2 separate regions of the Rattus norvegicus genome follow, and region 2 is linked to region 1. Evidence: chromatin contacts called from public Hi-C data. All regions are on one chromosome and are shown on one strand. The core of a region is the stretch at or near the end of the contact, and the rest is flanking DNA. Distances in the headings are between cores, read along the strand shown.

Region 1 (2,984 bases), core at 218-2,717:
CCCCGATTTTAGTCGTTTCTTAAACAGAAGTCTGGGGCTGAAGAGATGCCTTAGTGATTCATCGCATTTGTCGCTCTTCCGAAGGACGCAGGTTCAAATCCCAGCACCAGTGTGGTAGAACAAAACCATCCATAATCCCAGTTGCGGGGTATCCAGCGCCCTCTTCTAACTTCCCAGAGTGAACAGGCACATACTTGGTACACAGACATAGATGTGAGCAAAACACTCATACACCTAGAAAATCTTTTTTAAAACCAAAAAAAAAAAGGCAAGAACATTTTTTTTGTTCATTTGTTTCGGTTTCATTTTTTTAAAAATGGGGTCCCGGGGTGCTCTTCAAACCCTGGTCATCTACCTCTACTTCCCAAGTGCTAGGATTATATCACCACACACCTGGCTAGCACACTTACTTAAAAAACAAACAAACAAACACAAAAGCAAAAAGAAAACAAACCCTTAGGTTCGATCCCTAGAGCTCCTGCAGAAGTCAGTCTGCATCACTTTACGTTTTTAAAGGATAATTACTACTCACAGAACGGCTGCTCAACCAAACATGTAGAGCAAAAAGTAGCAATGCAGAAGAAAATGGCAAGAAATGCCAAACTCCTGGCAAAGCGGTGCACGCCTCTAATCCCAGTAGACAGGAGGCAGAGGCAGGCAAGTCTCTGAATTTGAGCCAGCCTGGTCTATGTAACAAGTTACAGAAAAACCTGTCTCCAAAAAAAAAAATTTTTTTTCAAGAGGGTTTCCTTTTTCGTTGTTGTTTTGCTCTTTTTGTTTGTTTGGGGATGGGGGACTCTGAGAATCTCACTAAGTAGCCCAGGCCACAGCTTGTGGGTCAATAGACCCACAGTCCCACTCTCCACCCTGTGCCTCTGCCCTCCACCTTGTGCTGGAATTAAAGACCTGAGCCATTATGCCTGGTTTGATTTTGTTTTGGTTTTTGGTTTTTTGAGACAGGTTCTCACTGTGTAGCTCTCTGGCTGTCCTGGAACTCACTAAGAGAGACTAGGCTTGAACTCAAGAGATCTGCCTGCCTCTGCCTTCTGAGTGCTGGGTTAAAAGGCGTCCGCCAACACACGCGGCTTTTGGTTTAGATTTTCAGGCTGGCGTGAAAGTCAAATTTATGACAATCCTGCTGCTTCTGTCTCCTGAGGGCTAGGATTAAAGGCATAAACCATGCAAAAAGGGCTTTTTGTTCTTTAAACTCAATTTGTCCGGATTATCTACTGTCCTGGTTTCAGCACTGAAAGTCATGTGTAACCGGAAACCTACAAACCCTGGGAAATCTGGTCAGTTTTATAACACATAGAAACACAGATGGCTTCTTCTCCCAGCTCCTCTAGGTTTTGATTAACCCCCACCCAAGCTTGCAACACCGGGGAGACCACCGGGGGCGCTGTGGTGCGCAGGCGCGAAAGACCCCACAGCGGGCGTCTAGCGTATCCGCTCCTTCCGCTTTCCCAGCAGGCTCCGCGCGGCGCCTGCGTGCTCTGTGACCTTTCCCATTCTGTCGCGGAATCTAGTGTGGCCTTGATCCCGCTGAGGTAAGAGCGGGGTCTGGGCTTTTTTGTGTGTTCCCAACCGCGGGGACTGAAGTGGGGCCGGGACCTGGTGCGGTGGGGCCCAAGTAGGTCGCGGAACGCAAGCGAGGGACTCTGCGATCCACACTGACCTTGGGTCAGCCCCTACGCCGCCAACTTCAAGGAGGGTCCACGGGGTTCCCCCGGACTGTGATGGAGGGAGTGCCCGAGTGCGAGGGTGTCCGGGGCTCACTCACGCAGAGGGCAGCGATGTGCACGGTGTTCAGTTCTCCACACTACAAAAGTGTTTCTGGAGTTAGTCTTCCTGATTGTCTGGGGGGAGGGGCTGTTGTCAATCCCTTGGACTAGTAAGAATCTGCGAGGGTGTGCTCAAACATCAAATCGTTATGCTGAAAGAGGGATTATTCCACAAGACGTGGAGGAATGGGAACTCTAGTATGATCCTCACAGAGAAGTAGCCCAGGAGTTAGGTTTTAGTGGAGGTCCTCTCCGCCAGGACTATGTCCTTGTGCTGACACAGGATGGACCTTTGTTAACTATGGACTTTGGCAAAAAAGCATGCTCACCATCAACTGTGAGCATCTTGTTACCTACTCAAGTTACTCAGCTAGTTGGGGATGCAGCTAGAATCCAAGCCACGAAACATCACTTCAAGGTTCTTTCCATTATACCAAGTTTTCTTCCAAGTTAGGCTTTGGCAAAGCGAATGTTTGAATCTGTATAAAACCACATTATAAACCTCAGACTGTTGCGTGTCCCCTCTTTCCAGTGTACTGCCAGGTAATAGCTTGCTATTACTATAATTTTCACAAACTCTGCAGACATAGGGAGCCACTTGACCTTCGAGTAGGATGATCTTTTATTGAATCTGGTGTAAAACTAGCAACTGGAAATTTCGGTTGCTCAGAGAGACTTAGGTGGGAAGAGTAGAGGCCTTACTGAATACTGGGAACAGGTCACTTGTGTGGTCAAATACAACCACACTGACCGACGGGAAGTCCAGGAGCAAGAGACAAAAGGGGGTGTGTGTGAATGTACTGGCCAACAGGCCTCCACTGTGTGGGGACCTGTGGCAGTTTAGAATAAGGACACAGTGCCAGGATCCCTCGATCCTGAACAGAATACCAAGGTCACTGGCATCCCTTTACACCCTTCTCTTTACCATTTCTAGACTTTCCTGTGATACCCACATCTTTTTCAGGGTGTGGGGAGGTCAAGATAAGGTTTCTGTGTAGTGGCCCTGACTGTCCTAGAACTCCCTTTGCAGATAAACCAGGCTGGCTTTGAACTGAGAAAGATCCACCTGCCTGCCTCTACCTTCCAAGGGTTAGGATTAAAGTCAGGCACTGATACCGTGCTGGCCTTGATATAGCTTAACACTTCTCCTCAGCCTATGAGATGAAACCTCTCTAAGTACTTTCTTAGAATCCCAGTGGCCTA
Region 2 (3,000 bases), core at 121-2,620, 130 kb before region 1:
TATCTGCCACCCCCACCCCCACCCGCCCCCAGGGCTGGGCCCTCACAGACTCTGGGGCTTTTCATGCTCGGCAAGCACTCTACCAGCTGAGCGACGTCCCCAGCCAAGTCTTGTTTTATAATTTAAGCGCTCATACCTCCTCTGAGTTAATTGCCTTTGCTGTATCTGGAAGGCTGGCCTCAGATTTGGGCTCTGCCGGAGGCAGCCTCCGAGTTCTGAGGTTGCTGACATGGGCCTCCAGGCCTGGCTCTCCGTTTCTGGTGGGGGGAGCTGGCCTGAGTCAAGGCTGACTTTGAGTTTCAGCATCTGAATAGGCAGCCTGGGAGGAACGGAGGCTCACACCATACAGCCTTTAAGACGGTTTTACCCAGTTCTGACCACCAACCCACTGGGATTCTAATTAGGTTAGAACTGCATTGCCTTTGCCCACTCATTGGGAGAACCCCTAATTGGGAGAACCGATGGTTCACTCTTCCTGTCCAGATTTGCTTCATTGCTCTCGGTAAGACGCTCTCTCCCCATATACATATGGGTGCTTATGCTGTGGGACAAACATGGCGGGCTGTGCCAAACTGGGAGCCTGGAGCTTCCTGGTAGACGACATTCAGCACTTCTGACGATGGCGCCAGGCGATTGGCTGGCCTTGGAAGTGTGAGGCATCAGCATAGTCTGGGTGCCCTGGCTTTAAATCAGACCAGCGAGGGCCTTCTCTGTTTGTGGACCTGGGTCCTGACATACTTAGCCCCATTCACTGCTAGCCCCGCATCCTCAGATACATCTCACATCGGCAATCGTTTCCTTGAGTTTTAGAGTGTGTGGTGGGTCTCTTTCAGCCTGGGCATCTCGCACGTTAGTCATGTAAGGTCTCACTTCCTCCCGCTGGCTGTAATTATACTCTGTGATCTCCTCCTCGATCCAAGAGTGGTCTAGGAACATGCTCTTAGCATATAACTTCCAAACTTGAAAGAGGGAGGTTACATTTTTATTATTCATGGGCATAATTTTAAATGGACTATGATGAAAATGTGGTTTCTAAATTCTCATTGACCACGTGTCCCTTTCAGTCAAGCACCGTCACTTTATGTTAATCTCTCACAAATGTTAAGGAAAAAAATATTGCAAGCCACAATGACCTGGAACTTGTAATCCTCCTGCCCCCGACTGGAAAGCAGCTAGGGTGGCAGGCCTGGCCATCCTCACTATTTTATGGCCTTTTCCTGGCATTTTGTCGGCCTCCTTGTATGCCATGCATTCCTCGGCCGTACTGGGACTGGAATGTCCAGGGCAGACATTTCCAGATGGTGAGAGAGACCCAGTGTCGTCCTGTGCTCTGTGTCTCCCCAGCTTTCCCTCCCTTTGGCCCACAGCCCAGACACCCTGTTTGGCCAAGCACGTGGCAGGCCGGGAGTCTCCACACACATTCTCAGAATCACTTCAGCCTGTCCCACCCCCGCCTACTCTTCCCAGCTGACCATCGACCTTCCTTCAAAGCCCCCCACACCCACTGAATCAAGAGCAGGTCGAGGCCGGGTTGGAAGCTCTGCGTGCACAGTCCCACGGCTGTGCTCCAAGGGCCGAGCTGTGAGCTTCCCCAGGCTGAAGGCTCTTGTTGTCAGCGGTGTGGTGGTACCCGTGAGTCCTTCGTTTTGCAGAAAGCTGGGTTCGTCTTGTACTTCTTTTCCCTAAACGTATTTGCATTTGAGGTGACTTATTTCTGTACTTGCTAGTCACTGTGAACTGCTGTCACTCCAATGCCATAACCCATTTTTACATTAACAGGTCGTTGCCATGTCTGAACACAGCACTTTGACATCTCCATGGCAACCAGCCCCAGGATGCTGTTGCCAGGGTGGCTCTGGGGGTCCAGGCTGAGGAAGAGGCCTTGTCTCTGTGATAGTTGTACTGTTCCTGCTCCTTCTGTAGCGTGCTACATACATCCCAGCTATTCCCGGACACAGACCTGCTGCCTCCTCTGCTACATACATCCCAGCCATTCCCGGACACAGACCTGCTGCCTCCTCTGCCCTGACAGCCGCCCACACATTCCAGTAATTCCTTCCCCAGTTTCACACGTGTCTGAATTAGGTGTCAGGCACTTCAGCTCACTCCTCCCAGCCCAACACGACGTCCCTGACTCGGGGAGGCCAGCACCAGCCAGCCGAGGGCAACAACATTCAGCTGAGGTCCTCCCAGCAATAAAATGATTGTGAGTGGATGTTGCTTAATTCTGGCAGCGCATACACATCCGGTAGCTGGGGGGTGCTTAAGTCTATCCAGAACCAAGCGTGGTTTGCCAGAGGCAACACTGACTGATGGAAGTGGGGAAAAGAGGAGGGGCCACCCAGGAGCACAACAGGGATGGGAGTGGCCTGTGAGGGAGGCATCAGGACAGCTGCGGTCCACCGCACAGGCTGCACCGTCCACCCAGCAGACTGCACCGTCCACCCTGCAGACTACACCACCTCGTTCTCCTTGCAGCTTCAGGAATCCCTGTGCTGACTTCTGAGCAACTGCAACAGAACTGAGGCCATAGGGCAGACATGCCTGGGAAACCCCAGCTAAGGTACCCAGACTCCAAAACCTCTTCCTGCCATTTGACCTTGTGCTTGTGAGTTTAAGGTGTATCAGTCAGCATTATATCAAGGGATGGGTTTTTACTTAGCAAGTGTTTTCTGAAACAAAGCCATATAGTTTTTATGCTTTGAATCTGAAAGGCCGTCCAAGGGGAATGGTTGCTGCTCTGGGGTCCCAAGATGCCATCAGTGAGGAGTCTAAGGACGGATAGAAGGTTGACAGTATTGGGAGGCGAAGGGAACTCCAAAGGCTGAGGTCCGGTGAGAAGAAGCAGGTCACTGAAAGCAGGCATTAAGGGGGTCTAGCTTGAAAGGCCTCCTCCCTGCCTCTCCCTCCCTTCCTTCCCCCTTCCTCCATGCTGTCATGTGACCAGCCTCCTGACACAGCATCCTGCTGTCTCCACGCCCTTTTGTGTGGACTCTGATT

The links. Hi-C and Micro-C count contacts between places; a contact is called where the count stands out from the background.
Region 2: a contact with region 1 is called in a Hi-C map of Schwann cells, with 6 times the contacts expected there. The contact joins the enhancer-like site here to the promoter of Atp5mpl in region 1. A contact is called at or near these places in 5 of 12 Hi-C or Micro-C datasets (the A7r5 cell line, the Rat2 cell line, Schwann cells and 2 more).

Annotation. Positions count from the first base shown.
Region 1 is chr6:136,844,123-136,847,106 of GRCr8, reverse strand. Atp5mpl (ATP synthase membrane subunit 6.8PL) reads left to right here and starts at 1,467. Exons shown (of 4, transcript NM_001402160.1): 1 at 1,467-1,547.
Region 2 is chr6:136,978,176-136,981,175 of GRCr8, reverse strand. No RefSeq gene overlaps it. Among named protein-coding and RNA genes, the nearest start is that of Aspg, 18 kb to the left of the region's middle. Within about 2 kb of position 1,370, at least 13 of the 93 cell types and tissues checked have an H3K27ac peak or open chromatin away from gene starts, as enhancers often do. A contact at or near this core is called in Schwann cells, where this site is marked.